Regions from separate parts of the Oryctolagus cuniculus genome. Here region 2 is linked to region 1. Evidence: chromatin contacts called from public Micro-C data. All regions are on one chromosome and are shown on one strand. Each heading gives the region's core, a stretch centred on a gene start, on an enhancer-like site or on the middle of the called end of the contact. The rest is flanking DNA. Distances are from core to core; before and after follow the strand shown.

Region 1 (5,507 bases), core at 1,383-3,882:
ATCTTAAACTGTGACCCACGCTCCCGCTCCTACAAAGCAAGGACAAACTCCCGGAGACGGACACAGGCGGCAGAGCAGGCTCCGTGAGCCACCGGCCCTTCCTCGGCTCGGCCCCGACAGCACAGGCAGCCATGTTGCCGGCCAGCACGAGGGCCCGCCCACCTTGTGAGGCGCCGGCGGGGAGCGGCCAGGCCATAGCTGGAGGCACTGGGCCCTCCTGCCCTGTCCTGGTCCCTTACCCAGGGCTCCCTCTGCTGGCACCACTGGGGCTCCTTTCCGAAGCACGGGGCCACTCCCAGCGCCCTGCGGCTAACGCTTCCCAGGGCTCCCCAGTGTCCTCGAGACCTGGCCACGTTCCACTTGGAAATCCCTGGCATTCCCGTGCCCGACTCGCTGTGCTGTCCGAGACAGCTGCGGCCTCTTGGGTTCCCTGCGCCTGGATCGCCCTGCCCTGGCCCTCCAAGAGGGCAGGGCCCAGGCCCACAGCAGACACACGGGAGGATACGTGAGCCTGGTCGATCATGCACTTGCACAGCGTGAAGTCTGTGTGGGGCAGGTTGGTGAGGGCCTTCAGCAGGATCTGGGCTGTGACCGTGGTCTGAAAGAAGGCTGGGTTGAACTGGTACCTGGGCAGGGAGACAAGACACATGGAACGGGGCCACCTCCACCGGCACGTGGCCCACTGCTGTGCTCTGCAGCCTGGGAGCTGGCCAGGCCGGGGCTCCGGTCCCCACAACGACACTTTCTGGCTACATCACCTTAACCTCCCAATTCCCTGCTTTCTGCTCTGTAGACGGGGATGGTTTGACCTCAAAACCACCCAGAAGGGCAGATAGTGCCAAGAGACTCGCCAACAGGTGAGTCTAGGAGCCGTCTGGGGAGTGGCTCAGGCTCTGGAGCAGCCTGCCTAGGTTTAAAACTCCCTGCGGAGCAACCGTGGATGGCTTGTTTTCAAGTCTCAGCAAAGAACAGGGGCCGACGTGGTGACATAGCGGGTAAAGCCACCACCTGCAACACCGTCATCCCATATGGGTGCTGGTTCAAGACCTGGCTGCTCCACCCAGCTCTCTGCGAATGCGCCTGGGTAAGCAGAAGATGGCCCAAGTGCTTGGGCCTCTGCACCCACATGGGGGACCCAGAAGAAGCTCCTGGCTATGGCCTGACCCAGCCCAGCCCTGGCTGTTGCAGCCATTTGGGGGAACCAGCGGACAGAAGATCTCTCTCCCTTTCTGTCTCTCCTCCTCTGTCACTTTGCCTTTCCACAAAGAGAGGGAGGGAAAGGGAGGGGGAGAGAGAGGGGGAGGGGGAGGGGGAGGGAGAACGACACCCGCATCTCCCTCACAGGAGGGATGGGATGCGGTGACCAGCTGAGTCACATGATGCTGGCAGCACAGTGGCCAGCGCGTGGGTAACAGCCGATACTGGTGCTCGCCAGTAACAACCTGCTCTCCCGCGCAGACGCAAAGCCCCACTGTACAAATACCACCACCAGGGCTACGTAACCTGCCAACACCACACAGCTGATCGTGGGTCAGAGAGCACGCGAGAGGGAAGAAACCCGAGGTCCACCCACAGCGAATTAAGACAGAGTCACACAGTGACCAGTGCTCACCAAGGACAGCCACAAAATAAAAATAAATACACAGCCTGGGGGAGGGCTCACCCTCCCCACGGCCGAGTGCCTGGGTTTGGTGCCCGTCTCCAGCTCCTGACCCTGGGAAGCAGCAGTGACAGCTCAAGTGACCGGGTCCCCGCCTTCCGCCGGGAAGACCTACACTGGGTTGCTGGCTTTAGCACAGCCCCAGGTGCCAGGGGGATCTGGGAGTGAACCAGTGGGAAGCAGCCCCATCTCTCGGCCCCTTAAATAGGTCAGAACAAAACCAAACCTGAACAACGCACAGTGTACTGATCTCACAGACCCAGGGCTGAAGCAGGATGCACACGTCTGTGAACAAGTTCAAGGCCAGGCCACGACCTCAGGACATAGATGCCATGCACATGGGGGCTCGCTTAAGCTGTATCTCCTTATCAGTTTCATGTACTACCCTACTCACACATTTGTATTTTCTAAAAAAATGTATTTGAAAGGCAGAGTTCCAGAGAGGGAGAGACACACACACAGAGGCCTTTCATTTGCTAGTTCTCTCCCTACATAGCCGCAATAGCCAGGAGCCTGGAACTCCATCCGGGTCTCCCACACGGATGCAAGGGCCCACGCACCTGGGCCATCTTCCACGGCTTCCCCAGGCGCATTAGCAAGGAGCTGGATCAGAAGTGGAGCAGCCAGGACTCAAACCAGCACCCATATGGGACACTGACGTCACAGATGGAGACTTAACCTGCTATGTCACAACACTGGCCCCTGTAATTAATTTTTTAAAATTCCTCCCTCCTCCCGCCCCTACTTCCCTGGTCTCCCTGGTGTCATACAGCCAGAGAACCCACAGGCTACACCCAGCTACCCACTTCTCACCCACCCACCCCACCCCCGTGCAGGGAACAGCAGGCTGCTAGCTGCTGACGTGGGGGTGGGGACCGGGCCAGACACTCACAGTTTCAGGACAGCCAGGTTGGCTTCCAGGTCATAGGCGTTCTCCTTGGCCTGCGTCTCCACGTAGCGCTCCAGCGTGGCCAGGTTCTCGGGATTGTACCTAGCAGAGACTCGAGATGAGCAGAGACGGAGGCATCCCTTGGTGGGGCTGGGGGCCACCCTAACCTGCTTCTCCCTCCCTCCTTGCCACTGCCCAGGTAAAGGATCGGCCCTATAACCTCTCATAAAATCGGGGTCCCCAAGCCCACCAGAGTCCCGGGTCTTGCCTGGGATGCCTCCCCAAGTTCGCAGCCAGCCAGTGCCGCGGTACACACGTGGCTTCCTCCCCGCCTCACTACCCAGCTCCCCCCGGCACAGCTCTGCCCGCTCCAGCCCACTCCTACGTGTGGCTGGGTTGCTCTCCCCTTCGGAATGGGAACTCAGTCCAGGGAAACCGCCTGCGGGAGTCTCGGTCCCATCTGGCTCCTAGCATTGCCTACTGTCAGTCTCAAGGCAATTAAAGAGGCGGCCGAGTGGGGGGCTCGGCTCGCCCCCGGCTGCCCTGCGCTGTTTTCCAAAAACGCCACTCCCTCCGGGAATGCCCTCCCCACGAGCCACCCTTTGCTCCTCCATTCCGCGTGGCCAGAGCGCTCCGCCTGACCGGGCTCAGACCTGTCGATACCCTTGAGCAACTTGCCCACGTTCGCTCTCATCTGCTCAAACATCGCCATGGCTCCCGCCGCCTTCCGCAAGCAGCCCGCACCAGGTCTCCCAAGGCCGGAAGAGGAAAGACGTAGCGGAAACGGAAACGACGTACGCGGCTCGGCACCGCCGGGCGCGCCGAGGCGGAAGGCGCAAGCGGCGGCGGCCACGCTTTCCGGCTGACACGTGATCCGCCCCCGCCCCGCAGGCGTAATTGGCGCCTGCGCGTTTGCTCCGCCCGAGCTGGACCGACCGCGAGAGAAAAAGCTCAGTGTGACCCAGGGCGCAGCCGCCGTCGTGGGAGCGAGGAGGCGGGGCTGAGCTTTTCCCGGGCCTCGCAGGTCCCGCTTCGGGCCCGGGGACGCGCGCGCGCGCGCACGAAGGCGCCAGGAAGAGGCCGAGCCCTGCCGGCGTGCGTGCACGTCGTATTGCGCGCGGCCGTGAACCCAATGAACTGTGCGGGAAGGCACGGAGCCGCCTTTTTTTTTTTTTGGGCCGCGGCCGAGTCCCGACCATCCTGGGCTCCTGAGACAGGATCCCGAGCTTCTCCGTTTCAAGTTTTGAACTGTGGTCCCCACCCTCCGTCCCAGCTCCAGCCACAGGGGAATAGGGGTCCACGAAGCCGTGCGCTCTGCTGGGCAGAGGCTGGGGTAAAAGGTTCCTAGCCTCCGCCCCCTGGCTGAAGGCTTAGACCCCCCTGTGTGCCGCATTGAGTTATTTGTGTCAAGACTGTACACTACACACGCGGGTACACATGCATGGCCACATACGTGGAGTGTGCGCTCTGGGTAACTCCACGTGTACACAGATACCCAGGCATGCACATGGTTAGGCCTCTGCAAAACTCTGGGCACACGGATGTGTCCTAGGGAACAGGTGTGCAGGCTGCACGGCCGTCCCTGCGCAGACCTGCCACTTCCGAGTGTAAGCACCCATGGCTAGTAGCCCCAGACACCCTCCAGCAGCCCAGGACTGGAGGAGGGGGGGAGAGGGGGTGCTAGGGCGCTCCCCTCCCCAGGTTACAATTAAGGCTATTTGCATCTCATTTACATCCAGCCCCCGGCCTTGGGGGCGTAGGGGGGTCCCCTGGGTCCCGAGGCAAGCTGCTCCTCACTGGCTTTCGGAGCCCAGGGGACAGGGGTGGAGCCGTTTGCCCAGGCCTGCAGCTGGGACAGGAAGCGAGAGTGGGGAAGGGGGAGGCCACAGCCCACAGAGAGGAGGCGAGGCGGTGCAGGGCTTGTGGGGAAGGGAGGGAGGGAGGGAGGGAGGGAGGTGCCAGAGCTGGAGCCCTGAGGCCCCGCTGGCCCCTGGGCACAGGCCCAGCTCCAGCCCCCAGGGATGGACCTCGCGGACCCCGACATCTTCAACAGGGACCCCCGGGACCACTACGACCTGCTTCAGCGGCTGGGTGGCGGCACCTACGGGGAAGTGTTCAAGGTGAGCAGGCCTCTCGGTCTCTCCGTCACCCTGAAGCCCAGGACCTTCGGGCTGAGGCCCAAGCAAGGAAGGGGGTGCAGGAGGGCCCCAGTGCTTAGCCTTGGCTCAGGGATGCTGGGGTGGGGGGTGGGCTCGGGCGGATGGAAACCCTCCAGCTGCAAACTTGCCCTTTCCAAGGCTCGAGACAAGGTGTCGGGGGACCTGGTGGCGCTGAAGATGGTGAAAATGGAGCCTGGTGAGCGCAGGACCCGGGACCCCTGCCCTCCCCTCCCCTCCCCTGCCGCACCTGCGGGCCCCGCTGGGCCGGCCTCCTCTGCCTTCCCGGCAGCTTTCTTTTCTCTCCGCCCCTGCTCGCAGACGACGACGTCTCTACCCTGCAGAAGGAAATCCTCATATTGAAGACCTGCCGGCACGCCAACATCGTGGCCTACCATGGGAGCTACCTCTGGTGACGGCCTCCCCCTACCCCGACCTGGGGTCCTCCCTCCCAAAGGGGCACCCGCTGACCTCCTCTCCGATTCTGGAGCCCCATCTTCAACTGGGGCACCTCGAGCTCACCCCCGAGTCCCAAACCCCGCTTTTCTGCCCAGAGCCCCCTTTTCTGCACGGTGGTCCCCAAATCAATGCCTTCCCAGGAGCCAGGCCTGAACTCAGCTCTGCTGGAGACTCGGCCCTCCCCTGGCTTCCCGCTCTGCTCCTTTAACGGGACCCCTGCAGTTCCCTGCCCCTCGGATGAACGCTCCAGACAACCTCAGCCCCCCCCCCCCCCCAGCCCCCTGCTCGCACGCGCCTCCTGCTCACTTCCACGGTCTGAGGGCTCTCACACAGCAGAGGGTGC
Region 2 (5,507 bases), core at 2,198-4,697, 150 kb after region 1:
CAGCTGTCGTCGATTAAATTTATTTTCCCAAGAACACGGTTCTTGGTGTTGAGGGCCGGATGGAGGTAGGATGTTGAGGGCCTCAAGAACAGGGGCCGGGGGGCCGCGGGAGACCCTCCACCGGCCTCCCCAGAGACCACCGCTGGCGTCAGCACCGCACGGACCCGGCCACCAGGCCCTCCTCACTTCTTCTTCTTCCTGCGGCCCCAGCCTTGGCGGCCCGCCCTCCGCCCGCCTCTGTCTTCTCTTCGGCTCTGCCAGCTGGGCATGGGGGCCTCCAGCTCGTTTGGGCGGCCCCCCCGGTCTGGCACGTCGCCCATAAGCACCTGAAGAGGATCACACTTGAGTTTCAGAGGGAAAAATAAAAGCACAGGGCTGGGGGAGGGGGGCCCACGGACAGGAGCCCGGCGAGCCAAGGGAAGAGCTGCAGGCAGAAGGAGGCAGGGGCAGATGTTGACCACGCGGCTCCGGCTTTGCGGGAGGAGGGACTGCGTCGGTGGGAGATACCGGGGGGTCCTAAAGGCCTCAGCAAAGGGAGATAAAGCGGAGGGTGACGGCGGAACGCCAAGCCTCCTCCCCACCCCGGTATCTACGAGTGCACCTCAGCTTTGTTGGCTTCACATACGGAGCTCTGTATAACATTTCCAGCAAACTGGTGATTTCTTTCTTCTAATTATCCATCGTTTGTGTATCACAGGTTTGAGATGACTTAGAGAGGTATGAGACTAGGTACTTAGTCATTTAGTCATTTAAACAGACGGCATTTCTGTTTGCTTCTTTTTATTGCTTAAAAAGCAACGCAGGAGCTGGCATCGGGGCGTAGCAGGTAAAGCTGCCACCTGTGATGCCAGCAGCCCACATGGGCATGGGTTCGAGTCCTGGCCGCCCCACTTCTGCTCCAACACCATGCTAAATGCTTGGGAAAAGCAGAATGTAGCCCAAGTGTCTGGGCCCCTGCCACCATGTGGGAGACCTGGATGAAGCTCCTGGCTCCTGGCTTCAGCCTGACCCAGCCTTGGCCATTGTGGCCATCTGGGGCATGAGCCAGGGGATGGAAGATCTGTCTCTCCCTCTCTCTCTGACTCTGCCTTTCAAAATAAATAAATAAACCAATGCAATACATGTAAGGTGAGGTGATGAAGAAAGATTTTAAGCCCAAGCTACAGAGGCAGGCAGGGGCTCAGGGAAAAGCAGTGGGGAACCGGGGAGGGGTTCTGAGCTAGGGAAGTTCATGGCCAGGTTTTTCGGTGAGAAGCATCCTTCTAACCACCATGTGAAGAGGGTGAGTCCAGGGGGCAAGAACCCAGCAGGGGAGGACAAGCCTAGACCAACAGAGAGGCTGAACGGCCGACGTGAAGACCAAAGCCAGGCCCTCTCCCAGCCCAGGTGCCCACCTTGTTGACGGCACAGCAGGTCCCGCGGCGGGCAGCTGCACTGGTGGCGGGCACCAGGCGAGACAGGTCAGCACGGGCAGCCAGGACGTGTGCAATGGAGACGTCGGATTCTGGCGTCAGGACCTCTCGGATTGGGATCAGCACTGCCTTCATGGCCTCCCCCTGGGCCTGGGAGAGAGGCACACGCAGGACATGCCCAAGAACCCTGCCTCTCACCTGGCCTCTCAGCCTCCAAACCTGCGAGCCAGAATCAACCTCTTTCGCTTTTAAAGTACCCAGTCCTGGCCGCTTCGTCCTAGCAACACAGCACCAGCCAACGCCCCCTCACTGCCCACAGTCCCAAACAAGGGGTTCAGGTCTGAGGCCGCTCGGGGCGCCCGGCTGGGAATCCTGGCATACCCTGGGGGCCAGGAGATTCTACAAGGGCTCAGGCCTCAGAACCTGCAAGGGGGTAACTGGCCCGGCCCCCACTCTTCCACCCTGCGACTGTGCCCCCCCCCCCATGGAGCTGCCCGCTCCGGCCGAGGGCCAGGGCCTGCACCTCTGCCCGCTCACTCCAGTGGAAAGCAGACGTGGTGAGGTCAAGGCGCTTCAGCAGGAGGCAGCGGCGGCAGCGGTACTGCTCCGTCAGGCTCTGGGACAGGGACTCCAGCGCTTCCTAGGAGAACGGTTTCCGTCACGCAGGGGTCTCTGGGCCAGGGCAGCCTTCACACACAGCCAGACCCAGTCTCACCCATCTGGGCGCATCCAGCGGGTGGTGGAGGAGCGGCCGCATGAACCCTGGCGGCAGGGAAGGCAGCAGCTCCGAGATCTGATGGAAGAAGGCAGAGGCCCATCGGAACAGAAACAGGACGGAAGCGTCTGGGCCCCGGCGACCCGTGCCACAGAAGCAAGAATGGTGGACGCAGCTCCAGAAAAACACCCCTGTGGCTGGGACATGCCTGCCAGTGTCGCTTTGGGGGACAAGACTCTCTCCTCCAAGGAAGGGTGGCCTGGGTGGGGAGAAGACCCTGGCCCTACCTTGGCATGCAACTCCTGTAGCAGCTGGCTGGCAGGAGTCCCCCGCACGGGTCTAGGCAGCCCCAGGGCTCGCAGGGTGAGGACCAGTTCGTGGGCCGGGCCAGCCCCTTCCTCTGTCCCTTCCCCGAAAGCCAGCACTGGCCTGGAGTCCCGCTGCGGGCGCAGACGCAGGAGGCGGGCGGCCTGGAGTTCGGAGCAGAGGAAGCCTACAAGGAAAATGCAATGGAGGAGGGCTGCGACTCCACCCCCCAGAATCAAAAAGCCCCGCAGGCTACCAAGTCTCCCACCTCGCACCTTCTGGTCCCACCCACGTGGCGTCCACGACCTCACGTGGCCAACTCTAAACCCAGCCCTCCGCCCGCCCCATCCTGACTCCACCCGCCTGGGCGGCCGCAGCCTCGCCCACTTCCGCATCGCGGGGCTGCGGGAGACTCACGCAGCAGGCGCAGGCCAGCGCCGGGCTCCCGCAGCGCGGTCTCGCCGTCCCCGCCGCAGAGCGCGCGATCCGGGCAGTGCAGCTCCCGCAGCACGCCGGCCAACCGCCGCACGAACGCCGCCTCCGCGCCCGGGCCTGCAGGAGGCGGGCGGCGTCAGGCGCGGGGGCGGCGGCTGCGGGACCCGCCCCCGGCCCCGGCCCTGCACGCACCGCCGCTGGCGTCCTCTTGCCGCTGCTCCAGGGCGCCCAGAGTGACCAGCTCCGCCGCCAGCCGCGCGCACAGGGCCCTGAAGGCTGGGCACGAGGTGCCCCGCGACGCCGCCTCCGGGAAACCCTCATACCTGAGGCGAGACCGAGGGCAGCGCGTCAAGGAGAATCCCTCCCCGTCCGCGTCCTAGAGGCAAAGCCTGCGCTTCCTGCACGCCCCGGCCACGCCGCGCAGCCCCTTACCCGAGGGTCAGCAGGTCACGGGCCACCGCGGCCCCCTCTCGCGCTTCCGCCTCTGCCCCCTCCATGAGCGCGGAGCCTCGGTGCCCAGCGCGCGCCCCCTGGCGGCCGGTGGCCGGCTCCGCCCCAGGAGCGCAGCGCCCCCGGCGGCGTAGCGTTGCGCCACCCGACCAATCACCCGCTTCTCACGGAGGGGCTTCGACGGTCCGATTGGTGCAGGAGGATGCAGAGCCCGCCCCCGTGCCGCCCTCGGGGGTAACCTGCGCGGCTTCTGAGACCGCCACCCCCCACACACACCCGGGGCTGTAAATTCTAGCGCGTGCGTTCAGGGCAGTTGGAGTAGGCTGGGAGGTGTCTACCGAGTCTTTCTTCAGCCTCCCTGGCTGCCCTTTGTTCTTAAAGCACCTTAGACCTAGTGTTGATCATCCAGCTCCGCCCCAAATCCAGAAACTTGTTTCTTCCTCTCCTTCTTAGGCTTGGGGATCTAAGGGAGCTAGGAGTCCCGGCTGATCCTGCACGCGCCTCCCCCACCAAAACCAGGTCCTCCTGATGGACTACAGTGGGCCCTGGAGGGAGGGGGCCGATGTGATGAGGAGAGCAGGATCAGGCACACGGGGAGGGTTTTACTCCACCACCACCAGGTTCCTGCCAGTTTGCTTCCCATCTGAGTAACAATAGTGTCCCCTCTTAGTGTTCCCTGTGCAGGTTAGAGTCCTGTGTAGAAAAAGCGCTTGGGGGCCGGAGCTGCGGCTTAGTGGGCTAAGCTGCCACCTGCAGTGCCGGCATCCCATATGAGCGCTGGGTCTAATCCCGACTGTTCCACTTCGGACCCAGCTCTCTGCTATGACCTGGGATAGCAGTAGAGAGGATGGCCCAAGTCCTTGGGCCCCTGCGCCCACGTGGGAGACCCGGAAGAAGATCCTGGCTTCGGATCGGCTCAGCTCCGGGCGTTGTGGCCTTTTGGAGATGAACCAGCAGATGGATGATCTCTCTCTGTCTCTGCCTCTCTGTAACTCTGCCTTTCAAATAAATACATAAATCTTAAAAGAAAAAGTGCTTGGCAGGCTATAGGGGATACTCATTTAAGAACAGCCACTTTCGACACAGGCGTTCCATGTGAGCGTTGGTTCCAGTCCTGGCTACTCCACTTCTGACCCAGCTCCCTGCCAGTTCCTCCTAGGAGGCAGCAGTGATGGCTCCAGTGTTTGGGGCCCCCGCCACCCACATGGAAACCCCAGATGGAGGTCTGGGCTCCTAGCTTAGGGCTGGCCCAATCTTGGCTATTGGGGACATTTGGGAAGGGAAGATGGGTCCCTGTGTGTCACTTTGCATTTCAAGTGGATAAACTTTTTTTTTTAATTTGACAGCGTTATAGACAGTGAGAGAGAGACAGAAAAGTCTTCCTTCCGTTTTTTTCACCCTCAAATAGCCACTACGGACAGTGCCGTGCCGATCCAAAGCCAGGAGCCAGGTGCTTCCTCCTGGTCTCCCATGCAGGTGCAGGGCCCAAGCACCTGGGCCATCCTCCACTGCCACAGCAGAGAGCTGGACTGGAAGAGGAGCAGCCAGGATTAGAACCAACACCCATACGGGATGCCAGCACCACAGGTGGAGGATTAACCAAGTGAGCCATGGTGCCAGCCCCGATAAACATTTTTTAAACCCCAGATTTGATGCATTTTAAACCCCAGACCCACTGTTATTGCTGCTGTCTTTGCTTCTACTGTTGTTAAATATCATTGTTCCAGGTCTAAGCTGTTCCTACCTCCATCAGGGTCCCCAGTAGTTCCCAGGTAATTCCCCCTGGGAGCTGGCAGTGGGCTAGGGACCTCAGAGAAGAAAAATGGCCAGAATGCACTCCTCTGGAACAGTCTGCCCTTAATCTGCTCCCTCCATTGCCCTGCCTACCTCAAGACGGGGCACCCGAGGCATTGGTCGACCTAAATAAAACACTGGAAATCACTCAGGCCAACACTGACCCCCTCTCTTGGTATCGAGCCTCATATGAATCCGCACTCTACCCCCAAATAGACCCAGTATCTGCCCACTCCCCCCCCCACGGCCCTCACTCCGGTCCTGTCTGCCGTGGTCTCCCCTGGACCATCACAGCAGCCTGCTGCCAACCCCACCACCCCAGGGGCCGTTGCCAGTGTGCGGCCAAGGGAGCCGGGAAACACCTGGACCGTCCTGTGGTCCAGCTCACTCGGGCT

The links. Hi-C and Micro-C count contacts between places; a contact is called where the count stands out from the background.
Region 2: a Micro-C map of ear pinna shows a contact between it and region 1, with 2.7 times the contacts expected there. The contact joins the promoter of FAM98C here to the promoter of MAP4K1 in region 1. A contact is called at or near these places in 2 of 6 Hi-C or Micro-C datasets (ear pinna and an unstated tissue).

What each region holds. Positions count from the first base shown.
Region 1 is chr18:16,064,257-16,069,763 of mOryCun1.1, forward strand. MAP4K1 (mitogen-activated protein kinase kinase kinase kinase 1) reads left to right here and starts at 2,633. Exons shown (of 32, transcript XM_051847122.2): 1 at 2,633-2,748; 2 at 4,603-4,669; 3 at 4,847-4,904; 4 at 5,027-5,117. The coding sequence starts at 4,886. EIF3K (eukaryotic translation initiation factor 3 subunit K) reads right to left here and starts at 4,049. Exons shown (of 8, transcript XM_002711501.5): 1 at 3,203-4,049; 2 at 2,553-2,651; 3 at 506-626. The coding sequence starts at 3,942.
Region 2 is chr18:16,210,042-16,215,548 of mOryCun1.1, forward strand. It overlaps FAM98C (family with sequence similarity 98 member C), which reads right to left and starts at 3,448. Exons shown (of 7, transcript XM_051846712.2): 1 at 3,301-3,448; 2 at 3,061-3,191; 3 at 2,415-2,620; 4 at 2,128-2,205; 5 at 1,936-2,052; 6 at 1,395-1,562; 7 at 5-326. The coding sequence starts at 3,365. The coding sequence ends at 183. RASGRP4 (RAS guanyl releasing protein 4) reads left to right here. Exons shown (of 16, transcript XM_051846707.2): 16 at 1-1,889.